Linked DNA regions of Mus musculus: all the other regions are linked to region 1. The links are chromatin contacts, called in public Hi-C and HiChIP or PLAC-seq maps. All regions are on one chromosome and are shown on one strand. The core of a region is the stretch at or near the end of the contact, and the rest is flanking DNA. Distances in the headings are between cores, read along the strand shown. Region 1 has its middle 15 kb from the start of Gm39660. Region 2 overlaps Gm4319 (predicted gene 4319). Region 3 has its middle 19 kb from the start of Gm4319. Region 4 has its middle 53 kb from the start of Gm4319.

The links. Hi-C and Micro-C count contacts between places; a contact is called where the count stands out from the background. HiChIP or PLAC-seq counts read pairs in DNA pulled down with a chosen protein or histone mark.
Region 2: a contact with region 1 is called in a Hi-C map of the C2C12 cell line, with 2.9 times the contacts expected there. The contact joins two enhancer-like sites. A contact is called at or near these places in 8 of 484 Hi-C or Micro-C datasets (the C2C12 cell line, MC3T3-E1-derived osteoblasts, adipose-derived mesenchymal stem cells and 5 more) and 2 of 115 datasets of contacts at active chromatin or transcription factors (embryonic stem cells and pancreatic cancer cells).
Region 3: a contact with region 1 is called in an H3K27ac HiChIP or PLAC-seq map of the NIH/3T3 cell line, with 3 times the contacts expected there. The contact joins two enhancer-like sites. A contact is called at or near these places in 2 of 115 datasets of contacts at active chromatin or transcription factors (the NIH/3T3 cell line and embryonic stem cells).
Region 4: a FOXA1 HiChIP or PLAC-seq map of pancreatic cancer cells shows a contact between it and region 1. The contact joins two enhancer-like sites. A contact is called at or near these places in 1 of 15 datasets of contacts at CTCF or cohesin (the NIH/3T3 cell line), 3 of 484 Hi-C or Micro-C datasets (cortical neurons and embryonic fibroblasts), 4 of 115 datasets of contacts at active chromatin or transcription factors (the NIH/3T3 cell line, embryonic fibroblasts, embryonic stem cells and 1 more) and 1 of 9 other capture datasets (embryonic stem cells).

The regions. Positions count from the first base shown.
Region 1 is chr1:71,752,994-71,759,737 of GRCm38.p6, forward strand. No RefSeq gene overlaps it. Among named protein-coding and RNA genes, the nearest start is that of Gm39660, 15 kb to the left of the region's middle. Within about 2 kb of position 2,603, at least 32 of the 459 cell types and tissues checked have an H3K27ac peak or open chromatin away from gene starts, as enhancers often do. A contact at or near this core is called in the C2C12 cell line, the NIH/3T3 cell line, embryonic fibroblasts and 1 more, where this site is marked.
Region 2 is chr1:72,105,620-72,111,930 of GRCm38.p6, forward strand. Gm4319 (predicted gene 4319) reads right to left here. Exons shown (of 3, transcript NR_166632.1): 3 at 1,498-3,398. Among named protein-coding and RNA genes, the nearest start is that of Gm4319, 15 kb to the right of the region's middle. Within about 2 kb of position 1,627, at least 42 of the 459 cell types and tissues checked have an H3K27ac peak or open chromatin away from gene starts, as enhancers often do. A contact at or near this core is called in the C2C12 cell line, where this site is marked.
Region 3 is chr1:72,139,799-72,146,165 of GRCm38.p6, forward strand. No RefSeq gene overlaps it. Among named protein-coding and RNA genes, the nearest start is that of Gm4319, 19 kb to the left of the region's middle. Within about 2 kb of position 4,888, at least 27 of the 459 cell types and tissues checked have an H3K27ac peak or open chromatin away from gene starts, as enhancers often do. A contact at or near this core is called in the NIH/3T3 cell line, where this site is marked.
Region 4 is chr1:72,067,635-72,074,171 of GRCm38.p6, forward strand. No RefSeq gene overlaps it. Among named protein-coding and RNA genes, the nearest start is that of Gm4319, 53 kb to the right of the region's middle. Within about 2 kb of position 3,012, at least 49 of the 459 cell types and tissues checked have an H3K27ac peak or open chromatin away from gene starts, as enhancers often do. A contact at or near this core is called in the NIH/3T3 cell line, embryonic fibroblasts and pancreatic cancer cells, where this site is marked.

The DNA.
Region 1 (6,744 bases), core at 1,353-3,852:
AACTTCTGGTAATGTGCTTGCTGAGTCCTCACAGTCCTTGGGCTGATTGTTGATTGGCAGAATAATGTCAGCTGAGACAAATTCACGTGCTGAGACAAGACACATGCTGAGGTAAGACCTGTGGAGGACACATGATGTTTTGGAGCGAGTTTAGAAAGGACTTGACAGACAGTGACAGAGGCTCAGCTAACCTTGCTGTGCAACGGTTGTTGGTCTCATGTCTTTGCTGATCTTCATTTCTGAGAGAGGCACAGCTGAGAACTTCTGGCGTTCCTTCTGGTCCCTTCTGCTGACTCCTGCTGAGGCTGAGGCTTGGCTGTCTCTGCTAGGCAGTGTCACTGCTGCTGATTTGTGTTTGTTATCCCGAGTCTACCCAACTGGACTGCTGATATATCCTTGAAATGTTTGTGAGTGGATCAAGCTGCTGCTGTTGTCCTGAGATTTGAACTACCAATTTCCAGACAACCCAGATGGGAGTTGCTCCAAAGAACCTTTCTAAACAGGTTCACTTCCCTCATATCCTTTCTTTTCTACTACCTGTGGTGAGTAGTGGGCTAAAAGGAAGGTTAAAGCATTTAAGAACTACCATTAAAAGTAGACTTTGAAAAAATTAAAGTTACACATGACCATTATCTTTTGTGCCCAGTCACACCATCTTTGATACCTTCCTGCCTGTAGTTTCATCCATTTCAAATTACTCTTTCTACAATGAGGGAAGCATGTTGGAATTCTACTCACACATAGATTAGGAAGCTTATAGTCCTTGGGACAGGTAGCAGCCTGAACTAAAAGATAATCTATAAGAGAGCTGCATTATGACTTTCATAGGAGGTTATTAGGACATGACTTTCTCCTTATCAACTTTGTGTGTTGAAGTCTCAATGCCCAGCACTTAAAAGTATGATAAAATTGAGATAGGATCTTTAAAGATATAATTATGGTTAAATTAAGATTTATTTGACAAATGTGTGGGCAGAGAGGAGAGGCCGTGTAAGGGTATTGAGGGGCTTCCTGTTTAACAATGTGAGGGGCTTCAGGTGAAACTAAGCTCCCACGTTACACTCAACCTTAACGTTTCAGCCTTCAAAACAGAAGGACAATAATTTTGTTTGTTGTCCTGTCTGTTGGGCCCTATCAAATTAACACCATAGAATGGAAGAGAAGGCTCAGCTTTGAAATCTCCAGGTCTGACTATGATTTACAACAGAACCGTAACCTTGAGGAGCTGTTCAAACCCTCTGAACTTCAATTCCCTCACTTGTAGATTGGGAATAAAAATAATTACCTGTCAGTTTTCTTGGGGGGCAAATTCATCTATGCAATTAGTGTCTGACAAAAAGTAAGCACTTGAGTCCTGCCCCTTATATGATCTTGGATGTCTTACCTAAAACTCCAAGCCAAAGACCCACACTATAAACTACTCAGGACATACAAAGTGTTGGATACATGTTAGAATTTGGGGGGTGGGAGGTATTTTGATAACAGATATAGTTTCAAGTTTTTTTTTCTGATGATCAAAGTTGTGTATGATACACACACACACACACACACACACACACACACACACACACATATCACCTGAGGAGCAATGGGAAGTGGGGAGTCTTACAAAGGGATTAAGGTGTCATTGTGATGCTTATTTTATATTTTGGTTCCTTACCTGTTATCATATAATGATGGCCCAAATGATTCCAAAAATCTAGGCTTGAGAGCTGTGGCCCTAGCCACTATAGGAGCTGAGGGTCTCAACAGGTGCGACCCATTCAGGAGCTATAATATTAGCAGGTACCATCTCCTATTTCCTGCTGTTGCCATTGCTGTTGGAAGCCAAGGATTACAATAGCTGCCAAGTGCTGTGGCTACTGGTGGTCAAAGCCTAGAACACAGAGCTTCCAACCAAAGTGTCTACAGCTATAGACATCGGGCATCTAAATCCTGGTCTCTACCTCTCAAGATGAGATGCAAACTCCCAAGCCTGTTGTTCTAGTTCCTAAGCCCCCAGCATTCATGGGCCAGGGTCTACCAACAGTAGGTGAGGAGAGGCTCATCTGTTCTTGATGTCTAACTGGACAGAACTCAGCCAGCTAATGGGAGACACCAGTACCATGGACCACAGCTCAAGAGAAATGAAGCAACGGTTCAAGACAACCCTCTTACCTTCATCAACTGAAAAGAGAGCAACACAGAACTCAAGTGTTGAAAAACTGATTACAGCTGGACTTACGAGTCCTCAGGAGGCTGAAGCAGGAGGATGGCCACAAGCTCAAAGCCAGACTGCTCTCTACAATGAATTCTAGGTTATATAGTGAGAATCTGTGTCCAAAATGCAAAAAAGAAGGACTGCAATTATAAATCTGTAGTTCATTTCTTCTCTTAAGGAAATATATATGATGTTAGATATAGTGGGTGTCATATTCATTAGAAATAAGGTACCCATCCCCATTACCCCCGCTTCATAAAACAAAAATATCTTTCATAGAATCAAACGCCCACATAGGCAAACATGTCAGGTTTACCAGCTCAGCTCAGAAATATGAAAAAGGTACGTCTGTTAAGCTTCTCCAGATTTTTTCCTTCTCCCTGCTCCCAGATCCGTGAGTCACTGTGAGTCTGTGTGAAAAATATTTAGAGAGTGAATTACCCCTTGGCAAGGCCTGCGTTTAGACAGACTCCCCTATCGCTCACAGAAATGACCCTTATCTCGCATGCTTTTTTTTTTCTTCTGGAAGACTGTCTTGCAAGGGGCATTTAATCTGGTCCGAAATAATCCCCCAGGCTTCCCAAGGGTTTACCACACTGCTCTCCAGCGACTGTGTAAACACCATGGCCTCACTGGGGAGAGAAGGACTCCTGTTTATTTTCTTGCCTTAATGATGTTGGTAAATCTTATCAGCTTTTGTAAAGAAATCTCTAAGTTGTGATTTTATTAAGAGTACTGATTTAACATTATAATAATAGTTATTCAAGAAGAAAAATGCTTAGGATAGAATATTTAAAAGGTGAATAGTTGCTATGCTTCTGTGTCAAGGGCATATCATCAGGGCATCGATGTTCAGACTATATAACAATAATTGTAACAATATAACACTAATCAATACTATCCAGATGGGAAAATAGGCAAAGGACTTAAACAGACATTTCTCTAGAGGTTTTTTGGTAATCAGAGAATGCTAGCCTAAAAGATCATGGCAAACATCATGGAATGTCAAGGGAATGTGGGCTCATACTCACTAGTTTGGCTTCCATAATAAAACAAAATCATATCTGGCCTGGTGGAGTATTTCTGTCATTGCTGCTGTTTGAGAGGCTGAGGAGGAGGATGATAAGTTCCAGGTCAGCCTGGACAACTTGGTGAGACTCTGACTCAAAGTGGAAAATAGAAAAAAGTCTAGGGAACATAGGTTAGTGGTTGAGTACGTGCTAAGATGTGGGAATCCCCGAGTCCAATCCCTGGTACTTTAAACTGACTGATTGACTGGCTGACTAACTGACTGACTGACTGAACATGCAAACAAGAAAAAAAGGATTCAATCCCAATTACTGCAAACTGACTAAATGAATGAGTGAGTGAATGTGCAAACAAGAAAAATAAAAATTATTATGGAGATCTTGCTCAGGGCAACAGCATGGTTGTTTCCAAAAATAAAAAAAGAAAAGAAAATATTAATGTATGATATTATGTTTCCCTTTTTGGCATAGGCATCCAAAGCCTGGATAGCTATCAAAGAGAGATCTGTATATTATAGCAGCGTGAATCAAACAGTCAGAAGGTGGGAGTGACTCATGTCCACCTGCAAAGACAGGATAAACTGTGTGTTCTACATATTCACTGTGATACTGAGAGCCCCAATCAACCTTTAGAAAACGGAAATCCTGTCCTTGGGGGGGGGGGGCACGTATGGGCAGAGGGAAGATAGACCTGAGCAAAATAAGCCAATTACAAATACTATGTGATTATAAATACTCTGTGATTTCACTTATTTGAAGCATATGGATAGAGTAAGGGAAATTGTAGAAAAGAATGTATCATGGTGATTGTGAGAGATCGGAGGAGGGAAAGGAGAATGTGGGCACAGAGGTTCAGTTCAGCAAGGAGAAAAGAGCCCTGGGGCTGGACAGTGGGGATCTGGCAGAGCAACGTGAGTCTACCTCAGGATAGTGGGAACCATCGTGAATCACATGTAAATATTGGAAATATTGACATTGTATTTTTTTAAAGCACCCGCTTCTCTCCATTTTTTCTGTATGTTTTTATTTTTCATTTGACCTGACTTACTCTCTAGACATATTTTAGAGCTGCCTTATATTATATAATGCTCCGAAAACATGTTTCCAAAGAATAGGATCAATTTCCATGATGCTTCCATAGGGTAGGATGACAAAATGTTTGTCTGTGTCCATAGCAACCATTGCCACTGTCTTTCTTTGATATGTGTGTGCCTCTCTCTAATTAGCTATGGTGACTAGGGAAGCAGATGAGGGAGGGTGAACGCTTCTCTGTCCGCGTGCCTGCGTGAGGAAGTGGCTGAAGGGTGGAGTGTGTATTTTGGTCAAGGAAATGTTTTACTGGTGTTTTCTTTTCCATGTTGGCTATAATTCAGTCATCCCAGAAATATAAATATATTTGAATTTGAAAGTATTGTTGGCTGTGAAAATACTGGGCTTTCTGTTCATTCGTTCATCTATCTAATAAACAGTATAGGGGTCTTCTTTTCTATAAGAAAAAATTAACCATTATACCAATACACACAGACACACAGAAACACACACACGCGCGCACACACACACACACACACACACACACACACACACACACACACGGCAATTTATGTGTACTTAACTTTAGGTGTAAAGCTGAGTGTGGTGGCTCACACCATTAGTCATTAATCCCAGCATTTGGGAGACAGAGGCAGGCAGATCTCTGAGTTTGAGGCAAGCCTGGTCTACAGAGTGAGTTCCAGAGCAGTCAGGGCTACACAGAGGAACTCTGTTAAAACAAACCAAACCAAAACCAAAACCAAAACAAAGCAAAAGTAAAACTAAACCAAAACAAAACAAAAATTAAGAGTTAAGAATTTGTTTAGTCCATTAAGATCATCTTGTGTTTTGGGAATCCGCTTTCACAGTGTTTAATTTTCTAAACATGTTGACTTCAACAAGAAATGGATTATTAAAATAGCAATAATTATCACTCCATTTTCTCACTTTCACTCATTGAAAACAAAAACGGGTCACTCAAAACTATAGTCAAGCTTGCCAATGTAAAACTAGCTGCAGGCCCGGGATGCTGCCCAACTGTAGAGCTCTAGCTTAGCATGGGTCGGGGCTCCAGTATCAGCACCAAACAAGTCATAAACAACACAGTCTCACGAAGGGCTGCAGTCAGTCAGGACAGCTTCGTTTTAGACACATCACCAGGCAGAAATCCACCTCTGCACTGACACTCTGCTCTTTAGGCTGTAGAATGTCCCCAAGGCAGCTAGCACAGCCCTCCGAGATGGCTGTTTCCACACGTCCACACTGATTCTCACTCAGCAAGATGACGCACTTGTCTATGCCCCGAAGAAACATTTGAAGGATTTTCAGATATGTTGCTGAAAAAGGAGACTAGCCATTCTAGGTGACACATAGGGAGGAATGACCCATCTCTCCATCATGTGTTTTCTCAGAAGAGAAAAAGCAGGTATGGTCAGCTCTGTCTAAACATGGTAATAAGGGTAACAAGCATTCATGAACTCAAATGCTCTAGAATTCCGTGGAGCAGAAAATCAAAGCCCGTTTTCTATTAGCCCTGTTTTCCAAAGATAATCACTTTAGGAATTTTGTACACACGCGTATGTACAAGTACACACACACACACTCACACACATCTTATTTGACTTATGGAAATAGGAATATATATATATATATATATACATATACTTTTGAATAGAAGTGGTTTAAGGGTTCAAATTTCTTTTTGAGACAGGATCTCACTATGTAGTTCTGGCTGTCCTGGAACTTCTCACTATATAGAGCAGGCTAGCCTTGAACTCACAGAGATCTACTTCTTGAGTGCTAGGGTGAAGTCATGTGCCACCACGCCCAGTTTATACTTTTGTTTTTTTTAATTAAATTAATTATTTAAGAATTTCATATATGTATCCAGTACATTTGATCATATCCACCTTCCCCATTGCTTATATCTTTTATTCAGTTACTTTTCTAGCACTTTTATGTCATTACAGGGAACTCTATTTTATTCTTTTTCATGTGTGTGTAGTGTTTTATTTTAATAAATATTTTAATTTTAATATTCCAGAATCTGTACAACTTACTTGTGGAAGTTTGAGTAAGAATGGCCCCCATAAGCTCATATATTTAAATACTTGGTCCACCAGGAAGTGGAACTCTTTGAAAGGATCATAAGGATTAGTAGGTGTGGCCTTGTTGGAGAAAGTATGTCACTAGGGGTGGACTTTGAGGTTTCAAAAGCTCGTATGAGGTCCAGTTCTCTGAGGATCAGGATATAGCTCTGTGCTATTGCTCCCGTGCCTACGTGCTCCCCACCATAATGGTATTGTACTAAACTTCTGAAAGTGTAAGCAAGCCCCAATTAAATTCTTTCTTTCATAAGAGTTGTCTTAGACATGGTGACTCTACATGTACTCTCTACAGCAGTAGATCACTGACTAAACTAAGATATCGCTGATTCTTAAATGTGAAAGTGCAGGGCTTTTCTATTTATGCCCAAGCTCTGAAATA
Region 2 (6,311 bases), core at 377-2,876, 350 kb after region 1:
TGATATATGTTCAATAATAACAGCCGTCAAAACAGGAAATGCATGGAGAGGTTACTGTCCATTAGTCATCTGTCTTGAAGTCCTGTCTGACCTCAGCAACAGTGACACTCATTGTTTTTAAGGCCCCAGGAATTTGCACATGGAGCTGTGAGACCCATGAGCTAAAATAAGTAGGGCAAATTCCTCCAGAAAGCTGTGCCCTGTGGAAACTGGTGAAGCGTTTAAGAGGCAACCTGCCCAAGGTTGAATACAGCTCTATCATTTGTCATCTGTGTGACCATGAGTTACAGAAGGTTTTCATCACCCTGTCTCAGTTAAAAGCAATATCCAATACTCATCAGTGCTGTCTTGGGTTCAAATCAATACTCAAACTTGCAGGACAGCAACAGACTCCACTCCGGGCATTATTAGTTTATTTGGAAGCCTATCAGACATTCTGCCACATAGGAGTCCTTGCCATAGTCAGCACAGATTCAAGTTTAAAGAGTTAAAATTTATACCAGCCAGGAATTTCTTCGGCTTAATAATCCTCGTGCCTTCTACTCTCCACAAAGACCTGGTAGCAGTCCTTGCAACAAATGCATAAGCATAACTTTCAGGTCGTCGTTCCCCCTCCCCCACCCCCACCCCCCATAATAAGGGCATTGCCAGGTCCAAGTGTTAAAAAAAAAAAAGCCAAAAAATGTAGCTTTCTAACACAGATTTCTGTGCTCCTAGTCTAGAAACAGTTCACAATCTGGTGTCAGCCTCACCATAAGCAATGTTGCCTAGCACCCGGGTTGACAATATATTCATGACTGGCTTCCATAGTAACAGTTAAGCAGAGGTCAAATCGTCATGTGTCATGGGAATTTGAATAGGATAACTCTTTTACCTCGAGATAATAATGGTAACTATCTCACACCACCATTCCAAGGTGATGAATTCACTTGTGTCCAGAGTTTAGACCACATAGAGTATAGCAAATAGTCTAAATATCAGATCTTCTTGATGTAGACTTCTGGAATTGCCTCAATTTTCTCCTTCCAGTATAGGATTTGGTTATTTTTTTTTTTAGTTGTTTCAGCTATTTCTAAATATTCCATCAAATTGAACTTCTGCTTGGGTTGACCAGAAGCCCTTTCTACCGGCACTTATGGACTCTTAGTGACCCCAGAGTGGCTAAAGGAGGAACTATCTGAGACGGGTAGTGTGAGTCAAGTCAGTTCTTACCCTTAGTCTCAGCTCTCTACAGTGGCCACGTGAGAGCTTGAAGCTTCCTACTCACCCAAAGGACCAAGGGCCCTGGGGCTCATGTGGCTTCTAGCCCAGGGCCTAAGACATCCATGCTATCAAGGAAGAAGCCACGTTAGTCTAGTAACTTTTCCTGTGATTCTCAATTCAGTTAATTAGTGACATTGGGACAGAATGTACATTTATGTGGAGTGTGGTGGCAAAACCGAAAAGTTGTGAAAGAGCTCACCAGGGGAGCTTGAACTCAGATAAACAAGACCAGGATTCGATTATGTGATTTTTTTTTTTATTTTTTTTTTTTTACCAGAACAAAGACTTCAGTCCAGTGAGGAGCAGAGTACAATGAAACATTTCTCCAAGAAGCCTCCAAATGGCGTATTCATTTCCTCCTGCCATCTGACAGATAGGAATGACCCTATCAGCAGATCTTGTTCCTCTCTGTCTCAATGAGGTAACCGTCCGGTGTGGAAACATGATGACTCGCTTTGCGGCATTTCTCCCTCCTGTCTCCTTTTTATGGCCACAGTGTCTGGCTTTTGCAATTGATCAGTCCCCACCTTGTCCCAGATTCCCCAAATCCCTTCCCTCCAACACCCTGGGTCAGAGCTGGTTTCTGACTAAAATAAGCAGAGCGAAAAACCAAGGTGACTTTCTGGTCCTGGGGTTGGGCGAGCTGACTGAAGCTGTTCATCTTGTTAAAGGGAGCGTTCATACGTACACTATTGACTTAAAGAACTGAAAAGACAGGGTTTTTATTTAAAAATTGGAGGTGAGATGTATACAAGAAGTGTCTGGATACAGGCTGATGATCTCTGACTCCTTCCCTTCTGGGAAGGCAGAGCACAGTCTAGGGCTCTTCCCTCCACACGACTTCCACCATGATATCTGTCTTACTGCAAAACTATTCTCATTCATTTTTTTCAGAAGTCCCTACTTTACCTTTCCTGAATTCAATGTACCCACAAAATAACAGAATCAATAAACTAGTTTTAGTTTTTACTTAACAAACTTACAGATCTCTTACAATGTACCAGGCAGGTTCTGAGTATTTTGCAAATGCTACCTCACTGAATCTTCACAACTGTCCCAATAAGGCAAGACTCCTGTCAACCCCGTCACAGCCTAGGAGGAAACTGAGGCTGAGATTAGAGATGAAATGATCACATATAAGTGGCTCACCGAGAGCTGGAATCTAGGTAGGACAGCTCTACAATTTAAGTTTAACCAGAGTCAAGCTATATCAGTCATTGTGCCATTAGACCCTATCACCTTCTAAGTTAGACTAAGACAGAGCCAAAACTGTTGCATCTTCTTGTGTTGGTCACCATCTAAGATCACCTCATTCCCCACCTACTACAATAAAACAGAGGAGAAAGAGCTTCCATCTTAGAAGACAACTGCAATTTCTGTCCCTCTGTTTTTACCATGTTGTGGCTTTGGTCAGGCTCATTGGCTGGCCTGTGATGCCTCAGTTTCTCCACATATTCGCTACAGACATTGATCCCTTCTTCCACAGGTTATCGGAGAGGCTGAAGAGATCATAGCGCTACAAGTGCTTTGGGAATTGTTTCTGCCACTAGTGAACCTTGCCCCTCTGATGATGAATACGTGCTGTAATTAAGAAAGCAGTGTCCCCATTTCTTCATTACAGGCAGCCCTTACCAGTTGGGGAAAAAAAAAATCTCTCAAATAAAAGAAGTAAGTCCTTATGTTTCTTTGTGCTAGAGGCTGTTGCTGCTGCCAGCAATCCAAAATAAATCACTTCATGAGGTAAGGTCTGTTTATATTATTCCACTACCTGATGACTTCCTGTGTATGACATTCAAATGGAAGCATCTCAGCCAAAGGCCCATAAAGTCATTTCCCCAACGCTTTACACTTAGCCGGCTAAACATCTGCTTGTTTTGGCCACCTGAGTTGGTGAGTTTCACTTTGCACCACAGTGCGGTGCAGGTATCAAGAGAGGACCCAGACACTTTCTTTCCTCCGTGTCTCAAAAGAGGCCTTGATTTATAGCTCCACGGCCACTATTAGAACTAGCAGCGAAGAAACCACAACAGCTGGGCTTCATTACACTCAGTCAATGGCCATAACATTTTTTAAGGTAGCAGGCTGGGCCCAAGGTTGCATTCTCAAATTTTCAGCCGGTTTAAAGCTGCAACCATCTGAAAGACAGATACGAAAACCAGTCAGACCCCTGTGAACATCCAGTGACTCAACCAACTGTGAATCAAAAGTATTGGGGTGGGGAAAACTGCATTGCACTGAACGAGTATGGACACCTTCCTTATCATTGTTCTCCAAACAGCTCAGTATAATAACTATTTGCATAGCATATACATTGTACTAAGAATTATAAATAAAGCGGAGATGATTTAAATGACACAGGAAGGGGATGAGAGACGGCTCAGCCAGTGAGAATGAGTGTTTCCCTTGCAGATGACCTGAGTTTGGTTCCTAGCACCCACACTAGGTGGCTCACAACTGCCTGTTAACTCTGGCTCCAGGAATTCCGGCACCTTCTTTCAGCCTCTGTAGGTACCCACACACACATGTATAAATACAAATAAATAAATACATAACTTAGTTTTTAATCTAAACTATAGTAAAGGATATGTGTAGGATATAGACAGATACATGACCATTTTGTGAGGGACCTACCAGTCACATGTGTTGGGTCCATGTTGGTCCTCCATCCTTCAAAAACAGTAAAGGATGGTTTTAAACTTTGATGAGAGATCTTGGTGTTTTTCTTTTCCAGGGGAGGCCCCTACAACTTGAAAACTTTATCAAGTTCTCACCCTGGGAATAACATGTATATAGCCTAAACCTATAAACATGGCAATGGTTTGATCTCATGTCCTTTTTGCCCCTCTTTACTACCCATATGAAATATGAAGAAGGAATACAACAAGCCTTGTGAGTTGTTTTGACAGTCATTGTAGGAGCAATATTCAACGGTTATGAAAACCCTTCCCTCATCGATATATTTCAGAACTCTCTCTCTTGTAAACCCAACAATTCTTCAATATCAAGTGACTTGAGTCTCTTGAAAAACACATCTAATGAAAGATAGCCAAGAAAGAAAGAGAGACTATTGATATCATGAGGGAATAGGCTGGATAAGTTAAGGAGAACAGCATCTCTCTCTGAGGAAAAGCGTCTTCTAATGCTTATATATCTACACACGGCTTCACTCTATACCTCCTGACATGAAATGAGAGCAACTCTCTTTTGAGATAATACAAGGTGGATTATGGAGGCCAAACCTTAAGGAAAGAATTTAAAACATGTTGCAGCTACCCAAAATAGTCCAAGATTCCACCCGCTGCCCTTCACAGCTTCCACACATAATCACAAGGGCTTCCATGGCTTAGAAACATCTCAAAAGCAAACCAAGCATGCATGCAGGGTTATATTCTTCCCAGAAAGAGGATCTACACGTGGGATGCTGTCCATCCAACACACCTCAGTGTTTATAGTTGGGCCAGGCCAGTAGTTTTCCTAAGACATCTCCAGCACCTATCCAATAAGAATTGACCACATTTGTATATATATAGATATGTATATGGTCCTGGTTGGCTTCAAGTAACCATAGTCTAGCTTCTTGGGAGTTTCTACTCAAACATTGCTTTCCTCCAAGACATGCCTTATTTGAAAGGCTGCTTGCAAGTGTTGCCTCTTCGTCCCCGCACATCTCCCAGCATCACCCACACTCAATGCTGTGTCCTAGGTTCCTAAGCTTCTGGGACTCAGCATCTGCTTGTACCTTGACCATTCTGCCTCTGGATTCAAACTCACTGCTGTTTGCTAGAAGTAACTGTTTGAGCCCTCTGTGGGATACTTTCCCATGCACAACTCACATCTGATCCACAAAAATTGTTAACATAGCCAGAATACCCCCGTTTTACAAATGGAGAGAGCCCGGACCTGTGAACATGATGGTGGTTGATGTGGGGTCAGCCCTGGGTCTTCTCTGCGGTCTGTTCTCTGTCTATTACATGGGCTCCCCTGACTCCTCCTCCCTCCCTCTGAGCATCTGCTTGCTCACTTCTTTGTCAGCAGCATCACCACCCCCCTTCCCCAGACTGCCCTGGGAACCCAGGCTCTTCAAACTCCACTACGAACATCTCTCCTTGCATTGTGTATTTTCTCCTTTGTGTTGGTCTCTGCTCCTTTCCTGTCATAAATTCCTGAAAAAGAAACTACACTTTTCCTGTTATTCTGTTGCAATCTGCACCTTGCTCCGGTGAATCTGATGAGCAAAAAAGACAGCTTCAGTCACGCAATTTATTCCTGTTTTTATGGTGTTCTGCTTATATCTGATCCTCGGGCAAACATGCTGGTGTCTGTGAGATGGAGGTGGGTCATGAATCCTGAAATACCTTTCAGCTACAAATATTTCAAGGCAACTTCCTAACCCATTGCTTCTAGGGTTTTTGTTGGTTGTTGTTGTTGTTGTTGTTGTTTGATTCTCCTCTAATTAATACACAATTTGAGGTACCTAAATGAAAACTAAATCCTCTTATTCTTAGCATTGGAAGTGGGACATGGTTTTAAAAATTAGCTTTTAGGCAGTTATGACCAAAATGCCTGACAGCTTCTATAGTTTAAGGAGGAAGGATTTATTTTGGATCCTGGTTTCTGGAGATTCAATCCATGGTTAGTTGGTTCCATGTATTTGTGCAGAACAAGTAGATTGTGGGAATGTGCAGTGGAGGTGCATCTTTGACTTATGGCAGACAGAAGACAGAGAGACATAGGTCCTAGGATCAGTGATTAGCTTAAAAGGCATATGTCCTGTGACCTCCTCCCAAAGTTCTCATGACCTCTTCAAATAGCATCACTAGCTGGAGACCAAGCCTCAGCTCCTGAGCCTGTGGTGGGCATTTCACACGCAAACAAGAACACTCTGCCCCAGACCCCCAGCAAAGGACCAGCACTGACTACATTCAGGGTGGGTCTTTCCAGCTTAGTTGTTCTTCCATGTGACAAATTTTTCTGGAAAGTCTCTCGCAGACACTGCCAAACCTGTCCTTCACTGACCCCTAAGAGCTGCTGAGCCTGGTTGAGGTGAT
Region 3 (6,367 bases), core at 3,638-6,137, 390 kb after region 1:
ATTAGCAGAAACTTGGAGGCCTGGAAGTCTTCATAATTATAAACTTCTGATTCCAAATCACCCTCAGGAAAACCTCTCCACCTTTCATCTTTCTTCTTGATGTCAATTGATAAATGGTCCCCAGAAGAGATAACCTTTAAAATGTATCACAAAATTTTAAACTAAGTCAATGGAGAAAAATAAAAATGTGTGTATTAACTCAAGCTTTTAAAACCTTGTCCTTGGGGAAGGAGTCTGAAGGAGAGGATGGGAGCAGGGAAGTGGATATTATCATATTTCATTATATACATAAATGTGTGAAATTTTCAAGAATAAGTAAAATTATAATAACAACAGTAAGGATGCCTGAAACAAAGTCAGAAGAAATCATATTATTATTTATCTACCTAAAATTATATAAAATAATGTAAGTCTGTATAGACATGAACAGTTTAAATGAAAATTTCCCATCTGGGTTTAACAATATTCCCCACAAAATCTATAGGCTATCTAACAAGACTCCAACACCAGACATGAGACTCTCCTTTTCAAGTTGCTGGTCAAGGGCATCCAAGAGATTCCCAAAACATAGCGGGCTATTGCCGTTGCCCTTGGCTGGTTCCCAGAGGTGGAAGGTGACACTGGGCCCAGAGGCCCCTGAGCTGGAACTGACCTGAATGCTCCCCCCAGCCCCCACCCCCCACCCTCCAGGACTAGCTTTTATGATACCAGGAGGTGCCATTCAAGCTTCCAAAGGATGGAAGCAACCAGTAGTCCTCCCCAGCCATGAAGCCCGTGAACCACAACAATGCCCAGCAAGGCACGATAGCCCTAAGGGTACAGTGGTGGCTCGAATAAATTGATAGTAACTAACAGCTCTCTAATTGGACTTCAAGCCGGCTCAACAAGAGGGAAGCCAGGTCTGCTACTGGGAACCAAGCCAACTACCCAGATTAGTGAAACCATGGATCTTGGAGGAGAACCTGCAACCACCTCTTTATTAAACCTCTTTTACTAGCACAGTCTCTAACTACATTCTAAACAGGTGTCCTTACACCCATGAGTAAATGCATCCTCACTCCTCCTCCACGGAACTTCTTGAAACAGATGGAGACTGTTAGAGGAAACCACAGCTCATCAAGAGATCATGTCGTGTCCAGTCCCATCAGATTCAACTACAGCACAACCCCTCCGCCTTAGCCTCCGGGATCGCCATGGAAGAGAAAGGAAAGATTGTCAAAGCCAGAGCAAACAGGAAGTTTGCTGTGAGATTGTGTCTCTCAGAAATGTCAGAGAAACTAGACCCATGGGGTCTCATAGTCATGGCTGCCTAAGCAAGACTTGAACAAGGATGAGGGCAATAGGCCTGCTAACCAGGAAGGAGGAAGTCTCACGAGGCTCCAACCTGTAAGCAATTAAGGAATAATGAGAGTGTGAGAAGTAACCTACCTAGGGAAGAGCTCTGTGACTGGTTATACAAAACCAAGTGGCCAGCCTTGAAATGGTGGGTGTGTGTGTGTATACAATTATATATATATGTGTGTGTGTGTGTATATATATATATATATATATTAACATTATAATAAAAACATTATACAAACTTAGCACTTTATATTTACATAGTTAGAAATATATACATACAAAATATACATATATAACAATAATTTTTTAAAATTTTTTAAGATTTATTTTATCTATTTTATGTATATGAGCACACTGTAGCTGTACGGATGGTTGTGAGCCTTCCTGTGGTTGTTTGGAATTGAATTTAGGACCTCTGCTCACTCTGGTCAACTCTGATTGCTCAGTCCCTGCCTGCTCTAGCCCAAAGATTTATTTACTATAAATAAGTACACTGTGACTGTCTTCAGACACACCAGAAGAGGGCGTCAGATCTCATTACAGGTGGTTGTGAGCCACCATGTGGTTGCTGGGATTTGAACTCAGGACCTTCGGAAGAGCAATCAGTTCTCTTACCCGCTGAGCCATCTTGCCAGCCCAACCATAATTTTTTAAATAAGCTGTAAATTTGAGAGAGAACAAAAGTACATATGGGTGTTGAGAGGAAATATGTGATTATGTTATAACCTCAAAATAAAATCATATATTAAAAATAAATTTTAAAGAAGGATTACAATAGAAGTAGAAAATGGAAGAAAGGTGGAAAGGGGCGAGAAGAAAAAAGAAGGGAAGGAGAGAAAAGAAAGGGAAATTAACTGTTCTGGTAGTGTTAAGGACAAAGGCGGACTTGCCAGACAACAGAATGGGTCAACAGCGACACCTAGTGCTCAATCAGAATCCTGCACTGCTCTTCCGCGTGCAAGGAGGATCCGTTGTTTATTGTAAAATGCAAATCAGCTTCATTTGTCAACTGCCTGAGATTCCCATGCGTGTTCACTTAAGCCCTTATGCTGTTGTTTCTACAGATGTTCGCAGATAAAGGCACAGATTGCTCCGGAGAGACCTGGAATCACACAACCTCGGTGCAAGAGGGGGTGGTGTAGGGGTGGGGGGGTGAGAACCCCCTCAGCCCCTCTTCCTAAGGGCTACACTGAGTGCCTAAGGGTCCCTGGAGGAGAGAGGTTCTCTGTGGGTTTGTAGGTTTGTTTGTTTGCTAACGATGTTTTTTACATGGTAAAATTTAGATGGTGTCCATTTTAAAAAAAAAAAAAATTCTGGATTTGCTTTCAATCTTTTCCCACTACTCTTAACTCTCTGGTGAATAGTGAATTCTGCAGGGAACTACTTAAACTGAAAACTATCTAACTACCTATTAAAGCTATAAATGGAGTGTGTGCCAATGATTTTTAGAGCAGAGATGTCTTCGACTACTTGTGGTACTTGGAATTCAACCTAGAGCCTAGTATATGCTAGACACTCTTGTACTGAGGTATCTACCCCTAGTCTTTTCCAATGATTTGGGGAGGGGAGGAGTGAAATATTATTTGCAATGATAATGTTCAAATAGATAACATTAATAAGGTGTAACTGTGCTATTGAAGGAACTCTAGCATAGAACACTAGGCACCCAGTTACTAGGCCTTCCAAGCCACACACACACACACACACACACATGCACACACACACACACACACACACACACTCACTCACACACACACACACACACACACACACACACGCACCCAAACACCTTTTCCTCATTTCTGCTCATCTCCCCTTCTATCTATCGCTCATCTTCCTCCCCTTACTCTCCTCGGGTCACACCCAGCCCACCTCCCTGTTTTCTGAACCTCTGGGGTTTCTAGGACCTCCGGGGGTAAACATTTTAAATTTGGATCTGACTTCTTTCGGTGACAATCAAGAGAAGGGCACTGGACAAGGGATACACAGCACTGCAGTAAAGACATAGCTTAGTTAACCCAAAAGGCTACACACGGCAGACAGAGCAGCAGTGGTTTTCCATGAGAAGACAATCTTCTCGTGGACAGGCACAAAGGTGCTGCCCTGGAATACCCGCCTATTTGCTGAAAGAACCACCTCTCAGTGAGTATTCATTGGATCCTTTAAGAAATGTCCTCGGGGCCAGAGAGAGGATCCAGTTGTAAACGTGCTCACTTCCATCGAGCCTTAGCACAATCCCCAGGACCCACATGGCAGAAGAACAAGATTCTCATAGGTTGTCCTCTGACCTCCACGTGCATGTTGTGACATGTAGAGACACACACACAGACCAAATAAGCAAGGGTTTTTGTTTTGTTTTTGATGTTTGTTTGTTTACGACAAGGTCTCTCTACATAACCCTCATTGTCCTAGAACTCACTATGTAGACCAGGCTGGCCTCAAACTCACAGAGATCCTCTTGCCCCTGCCTCTCATGTGTTGGAATTAAACACCTGTGCCACCATGCCTGGCCAAATAGAGTTACTTTTAAAAACAGAAACAAGCTTTGCCACTCTTCTGAGAGACCACAGACCTTCCTGGCTCCTCCCGAGGACTCCTCACCTACTGACGGTGCCAGTCTAGTTCTCAGGGAGAACCAAGAACCAACCCTCTAACCTTTTGCCTTTCAGCTTCACCTGTGACATAGTCCTAAAGCATGGTGTAATGCAATTTTCTCTATAACCATTCATTCATTCATTTATTCATTCATTCATTCATGTTTTCTTATATTGAGTATCACCAGAAACCTAAAACTACCTGACCCCCAAACCCAGCATTTAAAACTAACTTGCCGGGATTATGAAAATAGTCTAGAAGCTACTCTTCATAGCTGAAACATTGTGGTTTATCTGAACTCTAGGCAGCCTTCGTGTGTGTGTGTGTGTGTGTGTGTGTGTGTGTGTGTGTGTGTGTGTGTGTTCGTGTGATTGCATGTGTGTGCTTGTTTGTAGGTGTGTGTATGTATTTGCCTATGTGTGCAGGCATTGATAATCACTGATATATATATATATATATATATATATATATATATATATATATATATATACACACACACACATATATGTGTGTGTGTGTGCATGCACACATATATGCCTCATATACTACATATTTCTTGCAATACTCCCTTCAGACTACCTTCCTCCTCTTGACAGTTGAAGAAATCAGTCACAAAAGTTATGCAAATTCCCCATCTTGTTACAGCTCTGCTCACTTGAGACCCCCGGGATGCAGCTGAGAGACTCTGCACTCTGCCATTCTGCTACACCCTTCTCTGTGTTGAGGTCTGTGCCCACCCCCACCCCAGCAGAGCTGTAGCCATTTTGTTCCATGCCTGCCAGCTATTTCACCTTGTTGCTGTAATATGCCTGCCAGTCATTGCCACAGAAAAATAACTGACTCAGGATAGGTCATGCTGACCGTATCCCCTGTTATGTTCTGTATGTTCTGAGGTTTGTTAATCTTAAGAAATTCCACAGCCACAGAGCCAATCAGAATAAAGGTCAGTTATAACTCTGCGGTCTAGCTAGCCAAAATGTCTTGTGTCGGCGCTGATGACTGGACACTTCCTGCCCCTGTGTAGGAAACCTTTGGAAAAACCTATGGTTTTTGTGGGGTTTTCCTTTATAAGCCTGCCCTGAGAAGTGTTTGTTGTTGTAGCTCAGATAATTCTCATCTGATCAGTCTTAGGGCGTGCATTCCATAAACTATCCTTGTCTGACTGAGATTGGTGTTTGCGTGGTTTGTGGAGCGACTTGTGGACCACAACACTGCATCCTTGGCCTCTGATTTTTGATCAAGATCAACAGAAGGCTCAAGGGGGTGAGCAATTTCTGTGACACTTCAGAGTTAAAGTTAAGTGTCTTCCAACCTTGTTTTTTATGTGTTAAACTAAATTTATCAAGACAGGTCAGCTTGGAAATTGCTGTAAAGTTTCAAAAGCAGTCTCTAAACAAAATTTCTCCAGTTCCTTCACAACTCACTGTGGATGTCCACACCTCCACCTTTAAACTCCTTCTAGGGGGCTGGAGAGATGGCTCAGCAGTTAAGAGCACTGACAACTCTTTTGGAGGTCATGAGTTCAAATTCCAGCAACCACATGGTAGCTCACAGCCATCTGTAACAAGACCTGACTCCCTCTTCTGGTGTCTGTACTTACATATAATAAATAAAATAAATCTAAAAAAAAAAAGAAAGAAAGAAAAGAAAAGAAACAACTTCTTCTAAAAGCTCCTGTAACATATTTCTGACATAAATATAGTAGAAATATACTTATTCATGACTTGAAGTATAACATATTGGGTTCAAATTATACAATGTAGCAAAGACATGCTTGTGCCATCAGGAGAAGACACTATGATGAAGGGAAAAGAACTTGAGATAAAATATGTCGCAGTTATTCGTTAGCTATTTGAGTTTGAAGAAGTAATCTCTGGACTGGGTCCACATTAGGCAAAGTGAGTAGTGTGGAATACACAACACATGGACTAATCCTGACTGTCAACCTTACTGGATTCAGAACCCCTACAAGTAATACCTGTGGGCATACCTATGGGGAATTAACTGGAGAGAGAGGACCTACTGAGTGTGGGCTACATTATCCAAGGGTCTTGGATCTCAGACCAAGGAAAAAACTGAGAGAGTGGGCTGAGAGCCGGCAACCATCTCTCTTTTGCCTCCTGGCTGCAGATATAGCATGCCCAGCCACCAGCCACTTCACCCTCCTGCCACCATACTTCCCCACCAAAATGGACTAGAGTCTCAACTCCTAAGCAAAACAAAGCCACTTGTCCTTAAATTGATTTTTCCAGGTTTTTTTCATTTGGGCTAATTGATTTTTCCATTTGGGCTAAATTTGAAGCAAGTTTATTAAATACTAAATCCTGACCAAGAGATGGACTTTAGTCAGGACCATTCCCTTGAATTCCCCAGCTGAGAATGGCCATGTTGCAGGAGTTTGTTTATAAGGGCAAAGCTATAGGCCACTGTA
Region 4 (6,537 bases), core at 1,762-4,261, 320 kb after region 1:
GAACAATCCTGGACATAGTTTAAGAGAGGTGTTTGGTTGGATAGCAGCAGTCAGTAAGTAACAGGGCCACTGGACAATTGACTGAAATCTTCCTTTATAGCTACGTTTATTTAATCCTGAGTAGGAGAAAGAAATGTTTTAAAAGATAAGAAAAAAAAAAGAATCAAGAAAGAAAGCTGATGGAGATAATTTAGCATGCCATAATTGAGAGACATGTGGAGAGACATTTGGTATGGTTGAAGAAAGGGCATCTAGCCCTCACCATGCAAGACTCTTATCTCCTTCCATCCTACAGTCTCCATGGCTTTTCAGTCAACCATACCTACAAGCACTGCCTACGTCCCTGGAACATTCTTACTTTTTCTTCTTCTTCTTTTCTGTTGTCTAAGAAAACTCTCTTTCAGAAAGCAGCTCTTAGTGGTGTGTGTAGTAATGAAATTAAGTGAGGATGTGTCTTTGGCTTCAGAGAAATTACAGCTGAGATTCCATTCTTTTAAAGGGAGTGGGACACTAGGTTAAAGGTTATTTCCAGAAGTGATAAACATATGGAGAAAGCTCTTTCTGGAAAGTTATGAGCTCTATCTGTACCCAGATTAGTTTGGATACCGTGATGCTATTTTCGGTTGTCAACTGACTACATCTAGAATTAAATAAAACCGTAAAAGTGGAGTGACACACCTGTGAGAGATTTTTGCTTAATTTGAAGTGAGAAGATCTTCTTCCAATCCATACCTTTGAGGTAGGAAGACACACCTTTAATCTAGATCTTTTGAGCTGAGAAAACCTACCTCTAATCTGGGCCATACCTTCTGCTGGAAGCCTATGTAAAGGACATGTAAGAAGAAAGATTTTGTTCTTTGCTTGCTTGTTCTCACCTCCTTATCTCACTCCTTAGCAAGTCCATTCCTTCACTGACATTAAAACCTACTTCTTTGGGATTCCAGCTATACTGAAGACCAGTTGAAACACCCATCTCATGGACGGAACAATTACTGGGTTCTTGGAACTTTCCTTCATATGCAGTCATTTTTGGATTAGCTGGACCACAGCCTATAAGCTATTTAATAACACCCCTCCCCCATCTCTCTCTCTCTCTCTCTCTCTCTCTCTATATATATATATATATATATATATATATATATATCACTAAAGAACCCTGATGAATACGGACACACATGCACTGAATTTAGGAATAAAAGTCTCAAAGGGGAAAAAGAAGACAGAAAATGGAAGGTGGTGTGGCCAGCTTCTAGTTGTAAGATTATCCTGTAATATGTTCAGATGAAGATTAGTTTAGAGAAATGTCACTTAGGCAGGGAAACCAAAGTAAGGTAATATGTTTAGTGACAAACAGGAGCAATGGTTCAGAGTAGCCTGAAAGATTCCCAGGCATCCAAAGACAGATATAAACTAAGCACAATGGGAAAGAGTTGGCACTAGAAAGGGTGTAGTGTAGGAAATGCCAAACTGAGATGTGATCCTTATGGACAGAGAGCTTGATTCAAAGAGAGGCTGAACTACCAGGATGACTGAAAACAAAAGACTAATCGCATCAAAATGGTTGGCAAGGACAGAGCCACTCGCTCTCACACACTGCTAATGAGAGTGGCACATGACACAATCTCTAAGGAAAACTGCTTCTCAGCTCTCAGCTCTTTCAGGCTGTCTACCCATCCACCCTGTGATGCAGCAATCCCTCGTCTAGGTTCTTAGCCAAGAGAAACAAAAACATGCATTCTCATAAAGACTCATACAGGAATGTTTATAGCAGCCCTATTCGTAATTATCATAAATTGGATGCAAGCCAAATGTCCATCAATAGGAGAATGGGTAAACAAGTTGTGGTATATTCATACCATAACAAAAATAATTCTCTGTAATAAGAAGAATAAACTACTAATGCAAAAAACAACCTTGATAAATAGTAAAAATATTATTCTGGGGCAAGTTTTGGCAGTCTGCAGTTCACAGGCCCAATCTAGTTCACCATCTACTTTAAAGAAAGCACTATTGGAATCTGACCACGCCCACTCATTTCCATATTTTCTGCGCTTGCTATATAGCAGCAGCCCTAAGAGTTGAGAGACCAGAACTACAAAGCCAAGGACAAAAACATCACTATCGAGTTCTTTACATAAGACATCTGCCAACCTCTGTAGAAAAAAAAAAAAAAACCCACAGAAAAGTACATACTCTGTAATTTCCATTGTGTGAAATACAAGAACAGACCCAGACTAGCTCACATCAATTAGGCAGTGTATCAGTCTGAGTCCTCCAGGCAAACAGAGTCAATAGGATATGCTTTTATTCTGAGAATTGGATTATATCATATTGAAGCCCAGACACTGCAGAACATGTCATGTACAAATGAGAGAAGTAGAATTGCTGGCATAAGTCACAGAATGGGAAAACAAAACAAACAAACATCAAAAAGCCTAAATGTTGATGTCCTACTCCCCAGCAAAAGGAGAGGGAGGTGGGAACTATTTCATCCTCTGACATTTTCTTCTCTTTGGTCCTTCCATGAATCTCTTAATACAGATCTATCTTCATTCAGCATAGCAATTCAAGAACTGGTCCCTTCTGAAAACACCCTCATAGACATACCCATAAACAAGGTTTTACCTAGTATCTGGGTATCCCTTATCACAGTCAAGTTAATTTATAAAAGTAGCCATCACACAGTAAGAGAGAATTCACAGAAAATACACACACACACACTAAATAAATATAAAAAAAATCTTCTGGTTCATAAATTTCACAAATTGATTTAAATCATGCTGTACCTTTGTTTTAATGGGTTATAATACAACACTTTGAGGCTGTTTTTATAGAAATCAGAATCAATTCAGTATAATTGGACATAATTTTGACTCGCAGAAGATTTCTAACTATGGTCACGATGCCCACATCTTATTCCTCTACCATGGAGAGACCTAGGGCTTCCTCATTCACTCCAGTTACTCATTCAGCAAGCATGGCCACGGGCTCAGCAAGCCACACAATGAGTTAGGCATTTCCTCATCATCAGAGGAGTCATAGTCAGTTGAAATAGCTCTCTGATAACATCACACAGCATGACGACCACTGCAAAGCACCTGGACTTTGTTATTCCTGCTAAGCCCTCCACAGAACACAAGCTACCCTGTCCTGTTATCTTTCAATTCCTTACCAGGCTGGTAGCCAGGTCTTTGCTTACGTATCTGAGCTTTCTGTATATTTCAGTGGAAACTTTGTATGGCTGAATTTAAACACACACACACTCATACAAGGGGAGGCTGAAGTTGAGAAAGAGAGACAGGGGAGAAAGGGGGAGAGAGGTTATTTGGGCATACTAAAATTCAGACCATAGTTTATAAATTGTCGGATCTGTGGAGACTAGAAAAAAAAGCAAAGCAAGTTCAATATATGACAGCAGGTGACTGATCTTAGCCTCAGTAATGAAGATAAAACAGGATGCTGGGAGTGTGAAGATGAGGAAAAGAAATGTTAGCCATACGCTCGGCCCAAGCCAGCTATAGCCTGGAAGAATAAAAGTCCCACCTTGTTGTATCTGCTGAGATCTCAATAACCCTAGGCATAGTCAAATGAAATCGTCATTTGAAAAAAAATCTTCATTAGAAACTGTAGCAACGTATTCCAATTTTAAATTCTATATAAGACATAACCATGAATACCAAAGAAAAACAAAAGGCCACGTCAATGAATACGATCACTGGGTCAGTTTTCCACCCTTGGTCTAAATACACTGAGAGAATTAAGAGACCATCTAAGAAAGGGGGAGATAGATGGGGTATCCAACTGCTCTGAGCATGGAATAGTCTCTGCAACAGAGAAGTCAGATGGAAAGGTGAAATGGAATGAAGATATGAGACCAGTGCATGATCACAATAGCAGTCCACCTGCAATGACAGGTTGGTTCTTGGGGAAGGGTGGATCTATTAGCAAATAAGAAAAGCACTACTAGGTGCTATATGTAGAGAGCCTCAGCAAGGGCTTTGGTAGCTAAACACGTCATAAAGAAACGGAGTTGCTGGCAGGGCCACCTGCCTTTAAATAGACCTGTAGGTTTAGCCAAGAATCCACCACAGAGCAGACCACCATGGTAGAGTGACCAGGAACTTTCCCACTTTCCACACACATCTTAGAACCCATTCAACATCCCTATTATGACTGGGCAAGAACCCACAAGAGAATCAAACTGGATTCAACTATATGTAGAAAATTAAGGAAGTCAGTTTCTTGACACACAGCCCCCAATCATCTTTAAATAATTTATACAATTAGGTGTCAACATTTGACTAAAATATAGTGAGATAAAAGCATTGGTTCCCAACCTGTGGGCCATGACCCCTTTGACAAACCTCTCTTTCCAAAAACATTTACTTTGCAATTCACAACAGTAGCAAAATTACAGTTATGAAGTAACAATAAAAATAATTTCATGGTCAGGGGTTACCACAACACAAGAAGCTGTATTAAAGGGTCGCAGCATTAAGAAGGGTGAGAACCACTGGGCTAAAGAAATAATTATTTATCCTGAAAGGATAAAAGAAGATACAGTATTTCAAATTGGGTATCAGTTCCCTTTTATGGGATGCTCCAAATGGCCAGGGCCTCTCAGAGGATTAGAAAATAGTGGGGGGGGGGCAGAGTGAGCAGAGGTCCTGAGTTCAGTTCCCAGGAACAGATGGCTCACAACCATCTGTACAGCTACAGAGTACTCATACACATAAAATAAATAAATCTTAAAAGAAGAAGAAGAAGAAGAAGAAGAAGAAGAAGAAGAAGAAGAAGAAGAAGAAGAAGAAAAGAAAATGGTGCAGAATTGATACAATTTCACCTGAAAATTCTCTTGTAAATTTTATTGGACACTGTGTTAGTTTCCTGTTGCTACTCTAATAAATTGCAACAAGCTTAGTGGTTGAAGGCAACATAGATTTATAATTTATTGTCTTATGGTTCTGGTGGTCTGAAATGAGTCTCATGGGGTTAGAATCTAGAGGTCTTGGGGCTGGGTTGCTCTCTGGAAACTCTATGGAATATGTCCCTAGCATTTTCTAGAGACTCTTTGCTTATATATTTGCTTCTCAGTCTCCTTCAACCTCCTCTCTAAGCCACCAATAGCACCTCTCTGACATCTCCAGTGACTTACAAGGACAAGGACTTTCACTTACAAGAACACTTGTAGTTGCTGCAGACCCACAATATTTCTGCTTTTAGGTCAGCCTGTTAGCAGCCTTAATTCCACTAGCCGCTTCATTTCCTCTTTCTATGTAACAGAAAATAATCACACTTTCCAGGGATTAAGATTCATACTTGCCACACAAGCCTGAGTTTGATCTCTGGAACATACATAAAGGTGGAAGAAAGGATCAACTCCACAAAGTTGACCTCTGACCTCCACAGGTGGACACACATGTCCACACACTACACCATGAAAACACATGCAGACTTAAATAACAAATAATTTTTAATTGATGCTGGAGAGATTGCTCAGCAGTCAGAGCACCCACTGTCCTTGCAGAGGACCTGAGTTCAATTCCCAGCACCCATGTTAGGCTGCTCAAAAGGGACCAGATGTCCTCTTCTGTTCTCTGAAGGCATCCTTATATATATGCGCATCTACACACAGAGACACATATAAATAAAAATAGAATAAATATTGTCTTTAGATGACGGGTACATGTCTGGTCCCATTATTCTGCCCCAGGCACCTTGTCTGCCAAGCTCACATGCAGCCTCATTACCACTTTAATTGAAAAATCTACTCAATTTCTGACACATAAACTCACTCTACTGAAACACCACCTGGGGTACCAGATTATAACAGAAGGATCAAATGAAGGTCTTTATTTAGAGTAGAGACACAGACACCACTCTCTAAGATACTAAGGCTCATGTCTAAATTGCAATCAAGATAAGTCGAAGGCACAAAGTGACTACTTTGTGACAAGTAGCAGGCTCGGGTCATGAGCTAGAGAGAGTCACAGACAAATCTTTGGCTGTAAATGCAAGGCGACCTCTGCTTGAATGCCCTGAGCCAGTCAAACAAAAGCTTGAGCTTACCCACAAAGCAATGGCACTAAGAAGCAGCAGTACCACAAGGTTCCACAAGAATCCTAGCTGTGGAGCTTTCCTGTATATTTGAGTCTTTACAACGCTTCCTTTCTATCTGAAACTAATAAGCTACAGAAACACATTAACCCTTCTGAAAAACCCATACCTGAGTGTCATCACTTTCTACTGGAATGCTATCAGCAGCTACCTTCTTTCTACTTCTTGGCCACCCAGCCTCTGTTATCCTAAGTGTAATGGGTTTACTGACAAAAATCTAGACATTGTCACCAAATCCACAAGCGAAGTAGTCATGGCACAGAAAAGGGACCGCATTCATGACCCAGGACACAAGGCCTTGATTCTTGGAAAGACTAATCAAACCGTCTAGTCACTGGTTCCCTCTGAAATCTCCCTCAGGATAGCTAGTGCCCTCCCAGAGATGTTGCTGAAAACTCCACAGTTTTATCTGGTAAAGCA